2 separate regions of the Gossypium hirsutum genome follow, and region 1 is linked to region 2. Evidence: chromatin contacts called from public Hi-C data. All regions are on one chromosome and are shown on one strand. Each heading gives the region's core, a stretch centred on a gene start, on an enhancer-like site or on the middle of the called end of the contact. The rest is flanking DNA. Distances are from core to core; before and after follow the strand shown.

Region 1 (4,756 bases), core at 423-2,922, 200 kb after region 2:
TTGAAAGATAAATAAAAACAAGGAAGAACATTAGAAATTTAATGAGGTTCAACAAATTATGCATATGTTCTCTGACACTACCAAAAAAATATCAAATTCTAGGATGATCAAAAGGTGAAGAAACCACCTCTATTTATAGTAATACAAACACTCCTTACCCTTGTATTTTTTAAATGTAGGATTGTTGTATTTCAACATACTATTAGTTACATAGTTAGATATATTTTAAAAACCTAAAGGTCAATATACCCCTCCCAAAAGTTATGACCACTACCCTTCTTAACTAGTGTAGTTGAGACTTGAAACCCAATAAACTTCCACAGTTTTTTAATATATACAATTGAATAACTTAACAATGAAAAAAATTGGAAGAGTTATTAAATTAGCTTACTAATGCCTTTTGACCTTATTGATGCCCCTACTACATTTCAATCTTTAATGAAAGTTTTTCTTTTATTTGTATTATTGAGGTGGGAGAAAAAGTCTATTTGAAGATCCAACCTTACAAGCAAACTACACTAGCTTTTAAGAAACAGCTTAAGCTTTCTTTCAAGTGTTTTGCCCTTATTCTATAATTACCAAAGTGGGGTCAATAATTTATAAGCTCAAATTACCAAATACTGCTAAAATCCATAATGTGTTTTATGTTATCTCCTAAAAAAGAAAAGAAAAGAAAAAGCTCTAAAGAGGTTGCTGATGATGGACAACCCCTTGTTACCTAGTTGTCATATTGGACAAGAGAATAACTAAAAGGGGAAACAATGTAGGACAATCCAAGACCATAACAATGAACCAAGGAGCTAGGCAAAGAGGATTACTACTCAAATTCACATGCATCAAGAGACAAATTATTGAAGAATGAAGGATCCAACTGGAATGTTGAGCTGGCATAATACAAAATAGCTGTTTAGGAAATTTGTTAAGCTTAGGTCATAGTTGTTGATTATTGGTTTATGTAATTTGTAGTTATAGACCTCACTATTTATGCATGACTATATGTGAAAATAAGCTTTATGAAATGAAATTATTAATGGAAAAACTCTTTACCTTTTTTCCTCTTTCCTTCTCTGGTCTCATATCATCTTCTTTCTTCCATAACAATAACTGGATTTCTTTTTCAGCAGCAATACAAAGCTAAAATTCAATTAAAACAATGAGCAATTGATCACTTATATCAACAAAATGAAGTCCTATCTCTATTACAATGAAGGACCATGAAACAATAAAAAATCAAGATTAAGAAAAGTAAGGTTGGAGTGATCTCACCAAGTTCTTGAAACTTTTAAGGAGAATTTGTTGGTTTAAGGGGGACATTAATGAAGGTGAAATTTTGGAAGAGAATTTTTTCAACTCAAGCTTTTTTTAACATGAGTTAGTTCTTTTCAAAAACACTACAAAACTAACAATGCCATTTTGGTTTGACTTGAGTTTTTAGAATTTTTAACTAATCACTTTAGAATTAGCATATTTGTATTTTATTAGAAGACTTGCTTTGTTCTTTTAATGATATTTTTAGAATCACCTACTAACATCAAATGTCAAGATGGCCGAGTTGGTCTAAGGCGCTAGTTTCAGGTACTAGTCCGAAAGGGCATGGGTTCGAATCCCATTCTTGACAATAATGAAATTTTACACTTTTTTATCATATTAGAAACGGGGCTTCCAATTCTTTATCATATTGATGCTTGCTGAATAGTGTTGGGCCAAACTAAATAGTCAGACTTGGAGCAAGTGTTTGAAGCGCCCGCAACTGCCAATCCTAATCCCAAAGTTCCAACCACAATGAATGGGATCCCTGTTTCAACCAAACACCCATATGAAACCATGTTAATGTCGGGTGCAATTAGCAGTTAAACCCCCGACAAAACGACAGTAGCCATACTGGAGCTGGAAAGTGAAAAAAGCCTCTTGGTTTTTGCCTTTCAGGGGTCTCTCAACCCAGCAGCAGCCATGGGAGTGAGCTTGGAAGGACAGAAGGTGATAATGGTACCATACATGGAAGCACATGTCCCAAAGTACCACCTCTGGATGCAAGACCCTGCTCTCCTTCAAGCCACCGGATCAGAGCCCCTCTCCCTCCAACAGGAATACGATATGCAGCTCTCCTGGAACCAAGACCCTCTCAGTTCTTCTCTCTCTCTTTCACTTCCTTTTCTGATTGTTTATACCAATTTCTCAATTGGGTTTTCTTCTTTTTCCTTTAATTTAATGATTAAGCTTGGTTTTCAACAGAGAAAACTTTCATTATTTTGGATAAGGAGATGGTCGGGGAAAAGTTTGTTCATGTAAATCCTCATGTGGAAGGTCACCTCATCTACTACCTTTTTCTTAATTGCACAGAATTTAGTGAAACCCTTTGATTTCTTCAGCGTATTGTTTTGGACTGATATGGAGTTGATGGTAAACGATGATCCAGCCATGGTCGGGGATGTGAATATCTACATGAATGATTTGGATGACCCTCAATTAGCAGAGGTTGAAATTATGATAGCTGAACCAAAAAGGTACTTGCTTTGCACTTCTTCACAATCAACAAAATCTATTTCTTAACTGACATCGCTCTCTTTCCTTCATACTTGTGTAATCATTTTGAATCATCAACATGAAATTTCTTGCACTTGATTTCTTTTCTTTCTAAGAATTTGTTGGGTTTGTTGCTTTTCTCTTTTTTTTTCTTTTCATTCTGTTTAATCATTTATGAGCAAGAGTGCTGTGGAAATTGAGTAATGGTTTAATGTAAATAGTACTTATACACCATCCTATACAACATATGATAATGAATAGCGACTGTAATTGCCTTATTCATAGGTTTGTTGTCATTGTGTGTGTACATCAATTGTGTCCCTTTATGTTCTTGGTAGACTCCAGCACTCAGTTTTCATAAGATGTTTGCATTGAATGCTTAGATACTTGATGATTCGATAATACAACTCTTGTGAGGAGAAAAGAATAATGAAATGATGGATGCTGACAAATTGGCAAATAATTTACATGTATCTCAGATGAAGAAGTTAACTGGCAATTTGGGTTCTCATTTCTTGCTGTTATGTGTCATGGCACATATATACTTTCCTTACTTGTTCAGATGTACTCTCCTTTAAGTGGCTTGGTCATTCTGATATTTGTGTCTGGCTTGGTTTCGATATTTCAAGTTGAGTGTTATTCTAGTCACATTTTTTAGGATAAAGTTCTGGTCCTGACGACCTTGTTTTTGCTGTGATAAATTCTACTAGGAAAACAAAACAAAGTATCAAAACTGTAAAGTTGATCTAGATACTGTTTTTAAAATATTCCCTTTTAATCTTTTCTCTTATTTTTCATGCTAGAATAGCCGTGGTAAGGGCCTTGGGAAAGAGTCTGTCCTGATGATGATGGTCTATGCAGTTCAAAACTTCAGAATCCATGTCTTCCGTGCTAAAATTGGAGCATCAAATGGGTCATCTCTTAGTTTGTTTCGGAAATTGGTCTCTGTTTTGCTCTCTTCCCTTACACACACATACTTGCATTCATGTTCTTAAAAAGCTTATTTTTCTTGTTCCTACTTTCGAGACATTCATGCAAAGGCATTTGAAGGATTAATGTCCAGGCTTTTGCATGGAGGTTAAGAGATACAATACAGTAGATGCATGAATGCTTACTTGTCTTATTCTTGTTCTTGACATGCCATTGCGGTTGTAGGGCTTCAAGGAGACTTCTTATAGCGAAATATTCAAGGAGGTGAGATTTTCCTTTTGCCATCAAAAGTGCTCAGGGCACACCCGTCCCTGGTTTCTTATGACATAGTAGTTGCTGAGTCTGATAGTGGGTGGTCTCTTAAGTTCCCTTTTTGTTTTGTTTTGTTTTGTTTTGTTCATGCCTGACCGGTAGGTAACATTGGAATTGGCGGTGACGGAGCAAAAGCAAGAGGAGCTTCTGCAGTTGTTGGGCAGTGTAGTTACACATGCATAGCCTCCGGGAGGCCGTAATTTATTTTCCCCTAAAACTTATTAACTGTCATCATACATGTATCTATGAGTTGTAGAAACTAGAATTGTAGATGATTCCCTGTTTTCGGAAAAGAGTTTTGATGTTTATGATGATGAACAATGCTGGAAACTTACATTTGCAATAATGATAAACAATGATGAATTGCTTTAACATTAACTGATTAATGACAATCCACGAGGATTTTGCCTCTCTTTAGTATAATGTCTGAATATATAAAATATGGTCCGAGTTCGATTAGTTAGATTAAATCCTTATATTTTTCGTACATTTGAAATTTAGTCACTTTATTTGTATTTAATAAAATGTAATCTTTCTTCTTCTTTTTTTCATTTAAAATGCAAGTCTAATTTGTTAACTTTATTAATATCCTTCTTTCAAATCGGAATAAATATTTTTTGTTTCAAATATCATATCAAATAAGATTTGAATTTTAAATTCTAAAAAATATAAGGACTAATTCATAAAAATAAAAATAGTGGGATTAAATTATAAATGTACAAAAAAATATAGACTTGAAGCTTATTTTAACCTTATTATTTTTACATATATTATCCTCAACATTCACATTGGATTGGATCTACATCTGTTCAAAAATGAGGTAAGAACATTAACTTGTAATTGAAGTATGTTGAATAGTATTAAGATATATTAGTTAGTTATTAGTTGGTATATTTGTAACTATTTCAGTTTGTCTGTTAGGTATGTAGCTATTAGTTTGCAATTGTGTAACTATTTTTCAGTTAATTAGTGGATGAGCTAAGAAGATGAA
Region 2 (4,725 bases), core at 762-3,261:
TGTCCACTTGTGACTATTACACTTATGCCCTTTTTGATGACAATGGAAAATTTTCCAATTTGGTTCTTGTACCATCCAAGCTTTTTCAATTTAGTTAAAAAGTGGCTTCCATCATACTAGTTCACATTCCAAGTCATTCTCATGCCAAATAATCATTATCGATTGACATTTTCTAGATTGGTCAATTTATATTTTAGTCCTTCAACTTTTCAAAATTTATGTTTTGTTCTTTCTTTTCATATATTTTTCACATTCACGATTTTCTACATTTATTTCCATCTCCAATACCAATTAAATTCCTTATGATCTATCTTTATCTGGCTCATTTTCAAATTTTCCTCAAAAATTCACTATGACAACCCTAAAACAATACCAGATGTTGTACCGAAGATTTCGGGCATTACAATTACATTGGACTAGAATTAAATTTGGATTGATGAAATGGCTTATGAATTTGACACAGGTTGGAATTGGATTTGGACCAGAACTTGACTAACAAATTTGACTTTGATTTCAAAATGTGATTTTCTTTTTATGGTTTTGATGTCGAAGGAAGACAAACTAGGAATAAGCGTTCGATCGAATTGAATAGAATAAAAATATTTTGAATTAATTTAGTTGACGAATCTTATTTTATCATCTTAACTCGATTTGAAATTTTCTCGAATCAAGTCGAATGAGATGTAATTCAAATCGAATCAAATATATTTATTTGGATTAAATTTAAAAAAATGATTTTGGGTCATTGTATCCATTGCCATCCACCATATTCAAATTTGTTATTAACTTTCAACCCCTCATAATTTATTTATTAATATTTAATATACGGGTTAGCTTTTTTGTTTTCATAGTTGCTTCAATTATCTTCTGGTTCTTGTCACAATGTATTTTGAAATTAAAAAAAATATTAAATATAAAAATATGATTTTTTAAATAAAATTTATTTTAAAGATAAAATGTGAAATTGATACTAAAAAAAGATTTTAACATGAATATTTTATGTCATCACCAATAATTAAATTTTAACAGAAATTTATAAAGATTCAACATGATTAAACAATTTAATAATATAAATAGTACAAAATGTGAAATTTAATTCAATAATACAAATAGTAGACATAAATTTGAAAAAAAAATTGAAATTTAGGAGGAAGTAAAATTTTTGGGGGAAAACAAAAAGAAAATTTTTTTTGGGGTGTTTGGGGGAAAATAAAAAGGAAATAATTTTGGGGATTTGGGAAGAAGTAAATTATTTTAGAGGGAAGTAAAAATTGTGGGATGGTAAAAGGGAAAAAATTGAGTGTTCGGAAAAGTAAGATTTTTTGAAAAAAAGTAAAAGGGTTTGACTTTTAAGGGTTGCAACGGGGCGGGGGGAGGAAGTAGAAGGATTTGATATTTAGTTTATTTAAATTATTTGAATTCGAAAATTTAATTCGATTCGAATTTGAAATTCAAAAAAAGAAATTGATTTGATTCGATTAAATCAATTCGAATAATTTAAAATTTGAATTTTTTTTTATTTTTTTAGAATAAAATAGTAAATAGCATTAATAAATAATAATAATAAACTATAAAAATCTTAATCTAGTGGTGCATTCCCTTTCGAATTAAAAGAAAAAGGGCCAAAGATTGGGGCCCTAACAATTAGTGAAATGAACTTCAGACTAAAATTAGATTTGGACCGGTGAAAAGGCTTTTAACTTTGGCATGGATCGAAATTAGATTTAGATTTGGATTTGAACTTGAAATGTGACCCTGGATTTTGCTTTTTGACCGATTGACTTGAGTTTTGAATTGAGCGACCTCATTTGTATCCTTAATCTTTTTTCAATTATAGTTTCTTATTTCTATTTTTTCTGAATTTTTAATTTTTTATATTTCTAAATTAATATTAATTTAAAATGCCCAAAATGATTAAACCATATTAGATTAAGTATTTTCAACCAAGAGGTAATAGCCTAATAGGATGCTCAATAGTCTACATCCCAGGGCAAAGATCCAGTCCCTCCTCACCTGGTTCACATGGCCAACCATTTATTCGGTCTGAATCAAGTCTTGGTCCGTCCATCAAGTGTTTTACCGTTTAATTTAGCCAGCCCGCTTGACTGAAAATTTTTCCTCCATCTTTTCTTTAATTAAGGCTTTGTTTGGTCAATTGCAAGTCTTGGTCGAAATTGAATCAAAATGAAACTTGAATAGACGTACAAATTGGTTCAGTGCATGCAGTCTAATTGTCCAAGGCACATATCATATAGATAATTTAAAATGGGACTGTAGTATTAGTGAATACATTTTTCATGAAAGATAGTGTAGATGAATACAATTATTTACACAATACTTTATCTAACAATCCATATTCACTTAATTTTAATCATATTAAATATTTTTAATTTGGGTGATCCTACGTACAATTATTACTTATTATACATATTACTGTAACAACCTGATTTTTGTGGTCTCGAAAATATAGGTTCAAAATTCTCTTTTTGTAAATCGAACCCGTAAATATAAAATATGAATATTTATAGAATTAGTGTAAAAATATATTGAAGTTCAGATAAGTAATTTCACTGAGAAAATAGTTAATTAAAGCTCAGGGACTAAATTGTAAAAATCCAATCGCTATTGAGTTTTAATTAAAAAAGACTTAAGGACCTAAATAATAATTATCTAAAAGACCAAAATAATTATTTAACCATGGATTAATATGAGATAGTAGATGGTGATAGTGGTGGTGGATACTACTTAATTTAATTAATAGTTAACTTATTATAATAAAACCTTAATTAATCTAATTAAACAAGCTTAATTAATAACTAATCATAGTATAAATATTAAGTTAGTGGAGGATGAATGTACCATCTTACTCATTTGCTTTCGCCGTCCCAAACTTTAAGAGAAAAAAGAAAAGAAAAATCCTTGTTGACCTTTAGATATCCGGCAAGCAAAAATTTCAAGGTAACCAAGCTTTTTTCATTAAGTTTTATAGATTTATGATCACCAAGTTTGATTTAGCTAGCACATGTCTTAATTTTTTCAATTGTCAAGTTTTTAGCAAGTTGTCATTATTTAGAAATTGATAAAAGAGGCTTGAATTTGATAGCTATTAAGCTTAGATCATGATAAAGACTAAATTGTAAACTTAAATAAGTTTGATAGTTAACTTTGTAACATTAGGGACCAAATTGAATAAATTAAAAATTTGTCATAAGATTGTGCTATGAATATGAAGTATAGGGTTTCTAATGAAATAATGTGAAATTGGATTTTGATCCAAAGCTAGACATCGAAAAATATGCTTATCCCAAGTATAGAGACTAAACTGAATCAAATGAAAAATATAGTTGACTTTGTATTTGGATATGCATTTGATGAAATATGATGTTGTTTATAAATTGAATTATCAAACGTAGCTAAATGCGACATTGGCCCATTGAGAGGGAAAGGAAAGACAAGAGTCGCTGATAAGTAACCACGATTTCGATTTGTACTTTTATGATTCAAGTACAATATATATAAACATACGAATATATATATATGATTGTGGCATATGTATCACCCCTACCCTGTATCCGTCGTCGAATTTGGGGTTAAGAGGCATTACTAATCAAACATAACTCAAAACAGACATCCGGTATAGTTTAATAATTTTCAGAAAATTATTATTAAATATAATAAGCAAAGTTTAATATTTAAATAAGTATAATATATAAATTCTACTTTGATCATTTTAAACAGAACATAAGATTTGAATCCAGTTAAACTATAAGAAAATAAGCCATATTCGTATGGCTATTAATTATATATACTGTACATCAAGTACAACTTTCAAAATATTATCCAGTCTATACATGCCATAAGTTAAAATTTTAAAACATTTAATACCCAGACTATAAATAGAGTGATGATCTTGCTGACGATCCCCGAGCCTGAAACTTGCTCTTTAAGTCTATAAAACAGAGAGACGTAAACAAACAAAGTAAGATTTTATAGCTTAGTAAGTCTATAGCATAACTAAAATACTTATAAAAGAATCATATAATTCCTTAAGTAAAATTGTTAAGATCACAAATATCCAATATAATTACTGTTCAAACACTAATATCTTAAGTCATTTTGTTGATATCTAAAAGAATCTATATTTAACTAATACATATAAACGAACATATGTATATACATTATATGCATATAACCGAGTTATTAACATCTCATTAATTTCATATTTTGATTACTAGTGTACTTATCACTTGCACTTCTTCGAATGCATATATATTATTCAAATACATATGCCAAAAGCAAATAATTATACTTATCAACCACATGTGCCGAATGCACATATATATACTTATAGTTCACATATGTCGAACGCATAGATATATATATCCAACAATTTCATGATAACCAATATAAATATATATACTTACCAAACACAAAGATTCGAGCTTTTATATGCTCATCAAAAACATAGCAACAGATGTTCATATATTTATCCAATACAAATAACCAAATCATATACATATATACCCAATGTATATAATCACTTAATTAAAACAGATTCAACGGCACTTAGCCTGCTAAGCTTAAAGTCTGATTCAGATCACCGGCACTTAGCCTGCTAGGCTTATAGCCTGATTCAGTTCACCGGCACTTAGCCTGCTAGGCTTAAAGCTTGATTCAGATCGTCGGCACTTAGCCTGCTAGGCTTATAGCCTGATTCAGTTCACC

What was found. Hi-C and Micro-C count contacts between places; a contact is called where the count stands out from the background.
Region 1: a Hi-C map of leaf shows a contact between it and region 2, with 2.7 times the contacts expected there. The contact joins the promoter of LOC107954665 here to the enhancer-like site in region 2. A contact is called at or near these places in 8 of 34 Hi-C or Micro-C datasets (anther, hypocotyl, leaf and 1 more).

What each region holds. Positions count from the first base shown.
Region 1 is chrD07:36,315,492-36,320,247 of Gossypium_hirsutum_v2.1, forward strand. It overlaps LOC107954665 (N-acetyltransferase 9-like protein), which reads left to right and starts at 1,673. Exons shown (of 6, transcript XM_016890290.2): 1 at 1,673-2,125; 2 at 2,233-2,304; 3 at 2,417-2,504; 4 at 3,332-3,464; 5 at 3,679-3,717; 6 at 3,868-4,137. The coding sequence starts at 1,951. The coding sequence ends at 3,948. TRNAL-CAG (transfer RNA leucine (anticodon CAG)) reads left to right here and starts at 1,538; the gene lies at 1,538-1,618.
Region 2 is chrD07:36,111,205-36,115,929 of Gossypium_hirsutum_v2.1, forward strand. No RefSeq gene overlaps it. Among protein-coding and RNA genes, the nearest start is that of LOC121219066, 41 kb to the left of the region's middle. Within about 2 kb of position 2,012, at least 3 of the 9 cell types and tissues checked have an H3K27ac peak or open chromatin away from gene starts, as enhancers often do. A contact at or near this core is called in hypocotyl and leaf, where this site is marked.